Linked DNA regions of Gossypium hirsutum: region 2 is linked to region 1. The links are chromatin contacts, called in public Hi-C maps. All regions are on one chromosome and are shown on one strand. Each heading gives the region's core, a stretch centred on a gene start, on an enhancer-like site or on the middle of the called end of the contact. The rest is flanking DNA. Distances are from core to core; before and after follow the strand shown.

Region 1 (6,790 bases), core at 1,849-4,348:
AGTCAAAAAGTAAGATTGAGGCTATACAAAAGCAGATAAAGCAAAGACTTTCTGAAGCTATCATCTCTTCAGAATTAAAAGAGAAGTATGAAGACTTGAAGGAAAAAAATTCTGAAGTCGAACAGTATTCTGCTGGGGCTGATGAAAGTTTGCAAAAGGAAACCAAGTATGAGGAACCTAGACTAGAGATCAATTTGGGTGCAAACAGCAGCTTCGCTCAGTGTATGTAGCTCCTTGCATTTTACATTATCTGGTTCCTTTCTTTGCTTTTAATTTCTGATGAACAATTGAGATTCCTGACATTATTTATTTGGATGCTAAAGGATATATACCATTTAGAACAAGGTTTGGAATAATTATAGCTAGTTGACACTCAAATGCCGTTTAGTATTTCTTGTCTATAACAATTAGGGAAAGAAATGCGTATCTCTAAAATTTGTCTATATACTTTGGCATTTTTGTTGTTCATTACAACTATAATCATAAATGAGCCTTTTTTTTTTTTTATAGATTGGCTAGCATAAAATCTTACGAACTTCACTATTTATGTGATTTGTACTATTGACTTGTATTCTTTTGTAATATATGTTGTACTACAGGATCTTGATTTCTGTCGGAATGTTACTGAGGTAGATGTTATAGAAAGAGATGGTGTTTGAAGTCTGATTGAAGAGCTAAAATTACATCTGAATTATTCAAAAAATCAAGCCTTGCAAGAGCCAACCAAGTCGACACTCTTCTGCAGGCCAGAGGACACAAGGTTTTGCATCTATTAAAACACTGATTGATTATGGCGAACAATTACTGCCCAGTCTCTTTTTCTTTTTCTTTTCTAAGCTGAATTTCTACGTTCTGAATTAGAGCTGATAAAAATTTTCCCTTTGGATGTTACTTTTTGTCCTGCTTATGGTAGAATGTGTTTGTTTCTCTTTACTCATAGACAAAGAACATTGTATAGTTGTGTGATCGCTAGGGGAAACTGAATAGCCAATGGCACACTTCCAAATGTCAGGAATAACACCTCTTGTTTTTTCCCCTGTTTTATCTGTGTTATTACATAATATTTTTCTGCGGGGTTTATGGCAGAATCATGTTTCCTTCAGTAGTCTATGGGAATGCAAGGTGTTGTGATGTTTGGTTCCGCTTTGTCCAAAATATGTTTCATGTAGTATTAAGTTTTGTTTTGTTGAGGAGTAAGATCTATGCTTTACTATTTTTAGGCGATCCCCATTCTTAGGATGATATTTGCCTGGGTATTCCCAAGGGGTTCAATGCTATTTGTTACAGATTTCTGAAGGTGCTTTAATTTTCATAACATGCTATGATGAGTAAAAAAGGTATTGCACTTTCAACCATTTTGTGCGAGTATGCCATCGCTTTTTCACATTGGCATTGCTAAAGAATAGAAACTCCATGAACAATTCTAGTGTAGACTTCTTTCTGATAAGGAAAAGGTGCATTCAAAAGTTAAAACACAGGTCTGACCCTCAGCTCTAACAACAACCAAAAAAAAAAAAAAATGAAAAAATGAAAACTCACACCCTCTGGTAGTTCATTACAAATGTTCATCAAATCGCAAACCAGAGGTATTCAACTGAGGCAGGAGCCGCATGCCACTACCTAGTCTTGCCAATCCATCGGCACTCCTATTCCCTAAACAAAACACATGTTCAATGACCCTCTCGAAACCTTTTAAGGAGCATCCTGCAGTCATTCACCAAATTCCACTTCAAGTTTCCTTGTGTCCATGCTCTAAATTCCTATAGTTTGGCAACCATGCTCATGACCCATTTGCTTATGTGATTCCTAATGACAGCTTTTGCACCTACTTTACCTGGATTACCGATCCATGGCATCCTATGCTCATGATACCGAATTTGCCATCCGTCTTAAACTGTGCCTAAGTAAATGGTTAACAATATCGTTGTCATGATCTCTACACACTGCCACAAAATCTGAATTTGCATTCCACGTCCAGCAAGGACAAATTATTTCGCCGATAGCATGTCATTTGATGATAATGGGCAATATTCTTTTACCTGTAAAATTTGCACTTAATTGCAGCCCAATGCTTAATTTTTTTGTTTATGGTTTGAACAAAGAACAAGATATAACAGAAAAGAAATCTGATTTTTTATTAATCAAACCATTAAAAAGATACAACTTGATCACCGAATCAATCATATGTGGGTTAAACACAAATATCAAATCTTCAATATATGAATGGGATCACAGCTTTTCTGTCTTTGGGATAATCGTCCTTGAACTTCTCCAAATACCAAAGGCGGGTGGCACGAGCTCTAGGCATCAAGTTGGCACAAGTGTAGAGAAAGAAGCCAAAACCCACCCAAGACCATGTCATCACCGCCCACCCAAACCACTCCATAATCTCCCCAAAATAGTTGGGGCAACTCACCAACTCAAACAGCCCTCCTCTTGGGATCTTATATCCACCATCACCTTGTTTCTTCAGTCCCACCAACACTTTATCAGCCCTAACATTCACCCACATACCAACTACAAAAATTAGCAATCCAGCAAGAAACCTCCACCAAAACAGCTCCTCATTTTCATAGTCGTCCTTATAGTGCGACACCCACCTGGCTTGCAAATAACCGTTCAAAAGATTAAACCCGAACGCCATAAAAGCTACACTCACTGGAAAACCCCTGGTTTGGGTGGTGTTCCTGGCGAGCCGAAGAGGGTAAAGGACAGTGCGGTTGAAGTAGTGAAAGAGAAAGGGCGAGATGAGAAGGAATGATTTAGGGTTGTAGAAATGTTGGCCGGAGGGAAAGAGGAAGAAAGTGAGCCAGAGGGTGGGACTTTCCATGAGGAACCAAGCCAAAGGTGGAGAGATGGTAGGACCCCAACCAGGGCGGTTGTGCTTGCCATAAGGGGCTTGGAGGAAGTAAAGGCTGATCCATGTTGGTAAAGCAATTATGTAAAGAGTGAGGAGGCAGTAGTGAAAAAGGGTCTGATCGGAGGCCATTTTCTTGTCTTCTCTTTTCTATGTTGAAGATGAGAAAGAAGGATCTGAATCCCAGGGAATGCTACTTAATAAGTGTGAGTACAACTTTGCGGTACTTCGGCTGTCTTACCTATTGTCCCTCTACCTGCAGCAATTACTATCACTTAAGGTTAGCTTTTCAATTTAATACTGTTTTTCGGTAATAATATTATCATTCTTTTTTATTTAAAAATTTAAGCAAATTAATTTCTCTAATATTTAAGATTAAAGAGTAAATTAATATTTTTGTTATTGTTAAAAATTTTATTTATCTAATTTTATTATTAAAAATTAATTTTTATATATTTATATAGTAATTAGTTATTTTGTCATTCACTTCAGTTTTAACAGTGCAAAAGAATAAAATTTTAACTAAAATAATTAATTTTTTTTTAATTTAATATAAAGTAGAGTAATTTACTTATTTTTTAATAAAAGGGTAAAATATGATTTTAATTTCTAATGCTTTTTCAAGAAAAAATATTTTTGAAAAATGTAATTTGTAAAATTTATTTTAGTATAATCTCAAATAAACCTCTTAACAATAACAATTATAAGATTCAAGCAAATTCGAATCCCATGCCTCGGAAAGTGCACTATAATTTCTTCTAACCACTAGTTAATAATGTAGCTTGATAATTTTGGGGTTTTACATTGCTCTAAAAAATTATTGTAAAAAATTAAAATATTTATTTTAAACATTAGATAAAAAATAATTTAACTTATATTATATTTAAATAATTTAATATATTAATAGATGAAATATAGAATTTAAATGTATTTTAAGCAATTAATATAAATTATTTATAAAATTTAATTTAAACATATAAACCATAATATTTGTAAGCTCACATATGAGTGGTAAGTTAAAACTTTAAAAAAAAAAAGAAAAAAGAAAAAAGTGGTTGCTACGAAATTAAATGAAATAGAAAAATGTTGTAATTACTTCCATTAAAGCCAAATAGAAAGTATTTGGGAAGAATAAATAGAGTGCTTTCATAATTTTATATCTAAAATGCAAAAATAATTTTTTTTTAAATTTTGGTGCTAAAATATTTTTGATTCCAAGTCTTAACCTTGATTAATATTATTGCAATATAAAAGTGGATTAATAAATTAAATATTTATTTACTTCCTTTCATATGAGTGTAATATTACTTGTAGTCTCTTCCAACCTTTAAAAAAGAGGACAACGTGTTTCAGCGCACTTGAATTTATGTACTTCTGTATTGACAATAATACCAATACCAATTGATAATAATATTTGATATTCTTGAATAAAAATTTTAAATTTAGTATTGCAAATGAAGAAAATTAATCAAAACCAAATAATAAAGATAAAAGAGGAAAAAAAATATAAATTATGAATTTTAAGGAGGCCGGCGGAAGGGTATTGAATTAAGTTTAGATAATGAATTTTGTGATTCAAACCCACATAATTGGAATTATTAAATTTAATATAAAAAAATATTAATATTTTAAACTATTGAAAAATCCAAAATATGGATGATGAAGAAAAATAACAAATTTCATGACGCTATGTTAATCTAATCCTTGGCTTAGTTATCTTCTTATTATTTCAAGGAATTTTATTTATTTATTAGATATAAAAATATAAGTATAATTATTAGAATGATATTTTTTTATTATATGATTATTAAGTAAGTCTTTGTTTAATTTCAAAATATCATAATAATAAATTTAATAAAATAATTTAATTATGTTAACAACTGCATTTAAATATTAAAATTTAAAAAAGATATAAATTTAATTTTTGAAAATAAAAATTAAATTCCAAATAAATAAATAAATAGTTGAAGGGCAAAATAGTTGCCTGAAGTAAGCAACTTTAAAAGCGATGTTGGCCGGCCGACATTCATGGAAAGAAAATCATCAGCTCGATTTTCTCTCTAGTCTTTGGAGAAACCAAAGTTTTTTTTTAATTATATATATAGTTTCTCCAATTTAATATTATATTTAAAATATCAAAATTAAAAGCTATTATAAAATTTTAAAATATTAAAATACAATTACTTTTAAAATATGAAAATATAAAAAAATTATTTTTAAAAAAATGTACCTTTAAAATTGGTATTTTTTTTTCATTAATAAAAAGAAGAATACAATTCCTAAATTTTAAATTTGAAAATATGGTTTTAACTATAAATATAGAATGATATCGAAAGTTTTGATAAACTTCAACAACCATTTATTCTATTTTCCAAGTTTTGACTGTAGCTTGAAGTGGATAACTTTGGTTTCGATGCCTACTTGAGAAAGTTGTAATCTTGAGATGGATAACCCCAAAAAGTTTTCTATGATGCAATTAAGTTTGTATTGCTTGTATATGTTGGTTGTGTAAACCTTTTTGGACATCTACTTTTTATTTTAAAAAACGAAAATAAAGTCCCCACGGATTATTTTTATTAAGTGTGATTGAATCATCTTAAATTTGGTCATTTTAATAAAATGTTAGATTTATTAAAATAATAATTTTTGGTTTACAAAATTCGAGAAGTGAGTTTGGGAGTCGGTTACATATGAGGAAGAATTAGCACCTTTATAATGCTTAAAATTGGTACCTAGTTGATTACTTAATGTCTTGATGTCAAAATTGAAAATCCGAAGAAAATTTAAAATACAATTCCTTTCGCGCAATGTTATTTGATTATATTGAAAAAGTCCCTATCTAGATTGAGTTTTTAACAAGGAGGTTTTCTCATTTCAGGTCGATCAAGACGAAAAATCATGTCCCGTAAGTTGGGGCACAAAATCTCGAATTCTCGAAAATAAAAATGCTCGCCGTTTAATAATTGCCCAAATCTTATATTTTTTAATTATTATTTAAAAAAAAGGGATGTTCAATTATTTCGGTTTAAAGAGAATATCATATCCTGTAAGTTAGGGGTACAATTTCTCGAATCCTCAAAATAAAGAATATTGCATTGGTTCAAATTGCTAAATATACAATGTATAAAATATAACATTTAATGCAATATGCGATTAATTTATTTGAGTGTTGGTATAGAAATGAACGAATATTCAAACGTGTTGTGTAGCATGGTAGTGGCAAAAAATAGAATAAAATAATTTATGTAGGTAAAAAAATGATAATAAAATAATAAAAAATGTAGTTGTGGGAATAATTTTTAGTCAATTAATAATACTATTTAATAATGGTAATAGTAGTAAAATAATAACTGGACAATGAAAAAATGTTAAACATAAAATATTAGTTAGCAATAATAATTATTTAACAATAACATCAACATTTAAAAAAATAAAAAATAAAAAAATGAACTAAAATGAAATGATCAAGAAACTTGAGGATAAAAATGCAAGTTACACAAATTAAAGGGTAAAAATATAAATAAGGAAATTAAAAATGCTGGAAATTAAATAATAGAAAGTAAAGGGGTGGGATTAAATAAACAAAGGATTAAAAACAATAAATAAAAGGTTAGATTAAAAATGAAATAAAGTGAATGGACCAAAAGGGCAAATAATCCAAATCCAATACACATCATTCCCCAAAGGATCGATAGTCTGGGGACTAAGATGAAATAATTCCAAAATTAAGTGGTATAATTTAAAAAGAAGATAAAATCAAAATTAGGATCATATTAAATAGTGCATAAAAAGGGAAGGACTTGGGCAACAATTAGACTCTTGTCCTTGAAAACACGCGGATCCCAGGGGATTTAGATCGGGTCAGCGGCTCGTGCCGAAAATGACATCGTTTTGGGGCTTCTGAAGTCAGGCCAAAACGACATAGTTTCACTA
Region 2 (6,790 bases), core at 2,243-4,742, 230 kb after region 1:
AGAAAAAGTATATTCCTGTACGAATTCGAAAAGTCCAAAGGTTATTTCTTTAACAAGCGATGGGTTTCGGGTCATACAACTCTAACACAATCAATATGCGTACTTAACTTCAAATGGCCATTTAGGGTGTCATGAACATGTTTTAAATCCAAAGTTCTTTTCATTTTCTCACAAGCTCTTCAAGCATCCAATAATGGTGTCATGAACCTTTTTTGTCAAAATCTTAATCTAGCTTCATCCATAGCTTACCTACACCACTTTGAACTTAGTTATACCAAAAAAATGTCTAAAACCATTAGACATACTTGACCAAGCTTTATCTCCCTAGATTTTCTAAGTGTTCCAACCATGGCCATCCTTGCATTTTATTTTTAAATTCAACAATTAAATGAATGGGTTCACTCATAATTACCATCTTAAGTTATTAATCAACTAAAATTCAAAGGGAGCTTACCAAATTTTTGAAGAACTACCCACGACACCAAGGAATTCTCATGAAAGTTTTCTTCTCCAATTTTGCTAGGGAGCAACATTTATAAGGGTAGGAAACATGAATATCTTTTCTTTTTATTTTTTAATCCATTAATAAAGTAATTATAATTAATACATAATTATCATTTTCAATGGACATGATCTCTTGTTAATTGACTTAGTGGAAATCCATGGTTAATATCATTACTCTCCATTAACTTAACAATAGTAATGGCTTAATTTCATACAAGGTCTTGGTTTATTTAATTTTTAAGCCATGATTTATTACTTCTCAAGTCCTCCACCATTAATGACATCATTTCCTATCCTCGCACATTTGATATGTCCATTCTCTTTTCCTTGAAACTCAATCTTTAAGTTATTTACTATTATTATTTCAATTCAATTTTGATGTCTTTCTCAATGTCGTAATCAATTAATAAATACTCCACATTTAACTACACTCGTACTTGAAATTTTTTTAACTCGATCATTAGTACGATACAAATTAGAAATGGCTAGCCCTCATCTTGTTGATGCCACCTTTTAACAACTTTGTTGATGCCTCAATATTTTTCATGATGAAGTTTCAAATTTCTCCTTCCTTTGGCTTGGCCTACTTCAACAAGTTTGCCCCATGCTTCCATGTCCCTCTTTTGATGTTGCAAAATTGGATGTTGAATCTAATGTGCAGGAGCCTGTTCCATCTAATACACATATGGTTTGCCATTGGTCCTAAACTGTTTATCATAAATTGTGGAAGTTGCAAATCATCATCCATGATTAATACAACTTGTGGGCTATGCTAAAGACGATTGGTACAATATGTGATGTGCATGGCATGTTTAATAGCCCAATATTCTCCATCCTTGTATGCAAACCTATAACATGATACTTTCAATGTTCTTTGGATTTGTCAAAATTTCTTGGACAACTCAAACTATCATAAACCCAATCAAATTAATGCCACTTAATATAAGAGAAGCATATAAATGATGTGCACATGTTAAAAACATTATTATGCACACTTGCTTCAACTAGTAGTATGGTAGTAACCTCTTCCACCTAGTATGATATCTACACAAATCGTAAAACTAATAAAAGTGATGCATTTAAATTCAATTATAAGGTAATATTGATTATAGTAAATAAATATTATTATAACACATATATTACTAAAATATTTGATTCAATATCAATAGATAATCGTATTGCTACAATATTGTTCTTCTAGTAAGTTGTATGGTCATGATACTTAGGCCACCTATTAAAATATGAAATGATAGTACTTAATCATTTAGAATATAATTAATTTATAACATATGTCGCGAATTTTATGTTCTAACAAGAGAGACACTAAGATTTTGAAAAGGCATAGACGCGCAATCCATGATATTTGACATCTCTCATGATTATAAAATCATAAAGGAGCTAGTTTCTTTATTGTTCCCCACTTTACATGCATTACATAATGCCTTCTATATAGGCATGTCAAAACAACAGACCCTCAACTGTACGTATTCGTCATTCTAAAATTATATAATAATGGGAGATATATGGTATAAACTAAGTTGTCAGATTATTCTGACATCAGCACATCTCTAATCAAGTGAAAAATGTAAGTTCTAGCATGATGTTCAATATCTTCAAGTGCTGGATTCATTGGGAGATGCTTAAATCAACTATTTTACCATGTGACCTTAACTCAAAGTCTAAAGAAATCAGACTTATGGTTAGTAATGTCACATCTTCTAACGTTATTGTTACTTTTTGTATAAGAGATAAAATGTATGAGTCTCGGGTCTCCATTAGTCAATCAGAGAGAGATGAATGTCGAAATGGACATAACTTTCCAAGGCTATCATTATTGAAATCAATGGCTATTAGGTGATGAATGATTCTACTATCAAGTGGATTTACTCCCATATTACTATGACAATAAACCATTAGAGAATCCTCCATTATTGTAAAATTTTGAGTGACATATCATTTTATGATTGAAAACATCTATTTAGAAAATCTTAAGTATGTATCATAGTATAAAATGTATAAAACGAATATTTTGGGTTTTCTAAAAAAACTAATGAGTTGGATGGAATATTTATAGATTTTAAGGTTAGGTTCATTTAGAAGTTTTTTAAAGAGGTGGTGAGGTGTATTCAAAGTTTCGTTTCTCTTTTCAAATAATCGGATATAGATTACTATTTACATATTTAAAAAAGCCATGAAGACCTTGACACCTACGGATGTCAAGTTCTATTTAAGTGTTATCCATATCCTTACAAAATTACATTATATTATTATAGTTTAAAACTTAAATAATTTATGGTGAACTTCATATCTATAGGTACTTTTTTAATCATTTCATAATGATTGTCTTGATTCTAATGGGATGCAAAAAGTTTGATGGCACATTACATATTACAAAACTCAAACCCTAAAAACACATTTTGAGAATTAACTTTTGAAGAAACCTATTTTAAGATTTAATTAGGGATAAGGCAACATTTAGTCATTAAACTTAGCAACTTTTCTCACCTTAATCCATAAATTTATTTTGGTCCACATTAGTTTTTAACTTGGCAAATTTCCCAATTTGGTCCCTAAAGTTGGATTCAAGTAAGGTATGTCAACGTGACACTTTGAGATTATTCCACGTCGCTACTTGGATTTTTTTATTTTTTAATTATATATATTTAAAATTTTCAAGTGATGATATAGTACAATCTAAGAGTGTCATGTCATCACACCTTGGGATCAAATTGAAAAAAAGTTACCAAGTTCTGGGACTAATGTGGACCAAAAATAGTTTAAGGACCAAGTTGTAAGAATAGTTAAATTTAGGGACTAAAAATTGTTTTATCCCTTTTAATTAAATATTTTACAATATTTAAGTGGAAAACCCTAACTAAAGTATACGTGTCATGGGTCACTCGCCGAGATTTTCTATTATTTATTTATTTATTTATGTCTTCTTCTTTTTACTATTTATCTTTATTTTCTAATTTTTTTTTCCAGTTACTACCATCATTCTGTTTTCTCTTTCTTTCTTGTCACTGTCTTTTGGAGCTAAACAGTATTGAAAGGCCCAATCCCAGAGGGAAAGGGGAAAACCAAATTAAACAAAAACTAATTTCTCTTACATTTTATTTTTTTATTTTATAATTTTATAATTTATTAATTTTCTCTGACTGAAGCTACTAATATGAGCAGAGCGCTCCTCTCATGCCACTACCGGTTATGAATCCCAACGTGGAGCCACCAGTTCCTGGGTTAGCACCGCCGCCACAACCGCCTCAGCCTCACCGTCCTTCTACCTCCTGTGACCGCCATCCTCAAGAGCATTTTACTGGCTTTTGCCCCTCATGCCTCTACGAACGTCTCGCTGTTCTCGAGCCTTCGTCTTCTTCTGCTTCTTCTTCTTCTCGGAAACCTCCCATCGCCGCCAGTACTTCAACCGCCACCGCTGCACTTAAAGCCATTTTCAAGCCTTCCGGAGGAGGTGGTACACAGTCCGGGTTTTTTCCCGAGCTCCGGCGAACAAAGTCCTTTTCGGCCTCGAAAAACGAGGGTTTCTCTGGTGTTTTTGAGCCCCAGAGGAAATCTTGTGACGTTAGGGCTCGAAACACCCTTTGGTCACTCTTTCATCAAGAAGCAACTGCAAACGGGAGGTCTTCTGAAGTTGCTGAAGCTGAAGCTCGAAATTTGGCTTCTTCGACTGTTGGTCAAGGTCCTGTTTTTGAAAGCAAAGAAGAAGACCAAACTGAGAGTGAAACCGATCACAATGACGACATAGTGATCGTAGAAGAACAACCGCCCAATGTGGCTGCTTCTGCTACGAATTTGATAGAAGAGAAAGTTGAAGAAATTGTGGAAGAATACGAAAAGGAACTGTGCCAAGAAGAGCAGCTGAAGCCCATGAAGGATCATATAGATCTTGATTCGCAAACAAAGAACGCTTCTGGACGAGATCTCAAAGAGATTGCTGGGAGTTTCTGGTCAGCTGCTTCAGTCTTCAGCAAGAAATTACAAAAATGGAGGCAAAAACAAAAACTTAAAAAGAGGGGAAATGGATGTGGGTCAGCGAGATTGCCAGTGGAGAAGCCCATAGGGAGACAATACAGAGAAACCCAGTCAGAAATTGCGGATTATGGGTTCGGGAGAAGGTCTTGTGATACAGACCCAAGGTTTTCCCTTGATGCTGGGAGGATGTCATTTGATGCACCAAGGATGTCTTTTGATGCAGCAAGAATGTCATGTGATGATCCCAGATATTCTTTTGATGAACCAAGAGCTTCCTGCGATGGATATCTGATGGGGAGAATGTTCCCAAGAATGCCCACAATGGTTTCCGTTGCGGAAGATGCTCCAGTTCATCATGTTATGAGGTCTGATACTCAGATCCCTGTGGAGGACCCGACGGCTATGAATTCTGTTACTGAGGAGGATGAATCGCTTCCTGGAGGGTCAGCTCAAACAAGGGATTATTATTCTGATTCTAGGAGAAGAAAAAGTCTTGACAGGTCCAGTTCTAGTAGGAAGACTGCTGCAGCTATAGTGGCTGAAATGGAGGAAATGAGGTCGGTTTCTAGTACAAAGGTTTCCCCTGCAACTGTTGATTACACCCATGGACCTAAGCCTGTCATTCCTGATAGGGATTCCAGGGATTCAAATTCTTTGAGGGATGATTATTCAGACACTTTTGAGATTGGCTTCAAAGATAATGCATCTGTGATTGGGAATGGGGAACAGAAAGAGTCATCTAAGAAGTCGCGGAGGTGGAGTAAAGCTTGGAACATTTGGGGCTTTATTAACAGGAAGAGTGTTAACAAAGATGAGGATGAAGATAGGTATTCTAGAGCTAACGGTGTGGAGAGGTCATATTCAGAATCTTGGCCTGAGTTGAGAGGGGAAAGGAATGGAGATGTGAGAGGAGGTTTTAATCCAAAGGTAATGAGGAGCAATAGCAGCGTAAGCTGGAGGAATTCTAGCAGTTTCGGTGCAGGATCATTTAGTGGTGCAAGGAAGAACTATGTTGAGTCAAATGGGCATAGCAAGAAGAAAAAAGATGATTTTGTGTTGGAAAGGAACAGGAGTGCAAGATATTCACCAAATCACTTTGATAATGGACTGTTAAGGTTCTACATGGCACCGATGAGCGCCAGCCGGAGAGGTGGGTCAGGCAAAACCAGGGCAAGCAATGCACATTCTATTGCAAGGACCTTACTAAGGTTGTACTGAATTTTAGATTCATAAGTTGTTTTTCTTTGGTTTAATGTTAATTTTGCTGCACTTGTTATGTAACCAAACATGCCTCTGTATTTTGGTGGTTGGTTAGATTAAAACAAAAGCATTTCTTGAACATTTTTAGCCTTCACTGTTGAAATAACAATATGTTTTCTTGTTTCTAGTCACATTTTCTTCAACATTTTGAGTCTTCCCTTTCTTCTGTTCTGTTTTTACCAGAAAAGGCTTGAACATAGAGAATGCAGATAAGCTGTGTTTATGTTATTTCTTTGTCTCACCTAGAGTTGAGTGATAGCTGGTTGGTGAAGTATGTTACTCATGGCATTTGGCATGTTGGGAACTGATGTGGAAGTGGGCATGCATGCATGCATGCTCCCTTGAAGTTGCTATTTGTCATGTAGTGTTGTTCCACTTCCATGAGTTTTGAATCTTATTGTTCGCTTTACTGGGCTGGCCTACTTTCAAACTTTATTGTTATTAAAATCTGGAAATTTTGTACAATTGGACTCCAAAGCATTGTAATTTCATATCATCTTCTCCAATTCTCATTTATGACATGACTCATGAATCAGTCCATACAGGACAAGAATCAAACAAAATTTCATGCAAGCCTTGTTTGTAACTATGAAATGAGTTTTTATGAGATGGATCCTAAGCATGAAATTGCTCCATCTGGGTCTTATGTTAGCATTGGGATCTTCCAAGTTCATGTGGTTTAACTAGTTTGATTCACAAGATCATCTGATAAAGGTTTTCTTTTCTATGAAATATTCTTCGGTTTTTGATCTTCTGCTAGTGGTAGTGCCTAGTTAGTACTCAACTGGCTGGGTCTTGTTGGGGTTTTAATGGCTAGTTGCTTAGGAACTGCAGGTTTGATTCAATGTAGACCGTCTGATTATCTTAATTATTTTACATGCTATGAAAGAAGTATGAATGTTAGGCAGGCTGGCAACATGGTTAAACTCTTTGTGAATAAGAAAAGAATAGTGCATGAATGATCCAATAAATGTTGAAGCAAAACAGAAATGAAAGGAAGCAATGATTATTTCCCCCATTAACAAGGTTGATCTTT

What was found. Hi-C and Micro-C count contacts between places; a contact is called where the count stands out from the background.
Region 2: a contact with region 1 is called in a Hi-C map of leaf, with 3 times the contacts expected there. The contact joins the promoter of LOC107930147 here to the promoter of LOC107948867 in region 1. A contact is called at or near these places in 9 of 34 Hi-C or Micro-C datasets (anther, callus, hypocotyl and 1 more).

The regions. Positions count from the first base shown.
Region 1 is chrA04:75,531,858-75,538,647 of Gossypium_hirsutum_v2.1, forward strand. LOC107948867 (steroid 5-alpha-reductase DET2) reads right to left here and starts at 3,099. Exons shown (of 1, transcript NM_001327551.2): 1 at 2,112-3,099. The coding sequence starts at 2,989. The coding sequence ends at 2,213. It overlaps LOC107948866 (acetyl-coenzyme A carboxylase carboxyl transferase subunit alpha, chloroplastic-like), which reads left to right. Exons shown (of 12, transcript NM_001327550.2): 11 at 1-222; 12 at 600-1,088. The coding sequence ends at 601.
Region 2 is chrA04:75,766,155-75,772,944 of Gossypium_hirsutum_v2.1, forward strand. It overlaps LOC107930147 (protein OCTOPUS), which reads left to right and starts at 3,493. Exons shown (of 1, transcript XM_016861720.2): 1 at 3,493-5,881. The coding sequence starts at 3,697. The coding sequence ends at 5,712.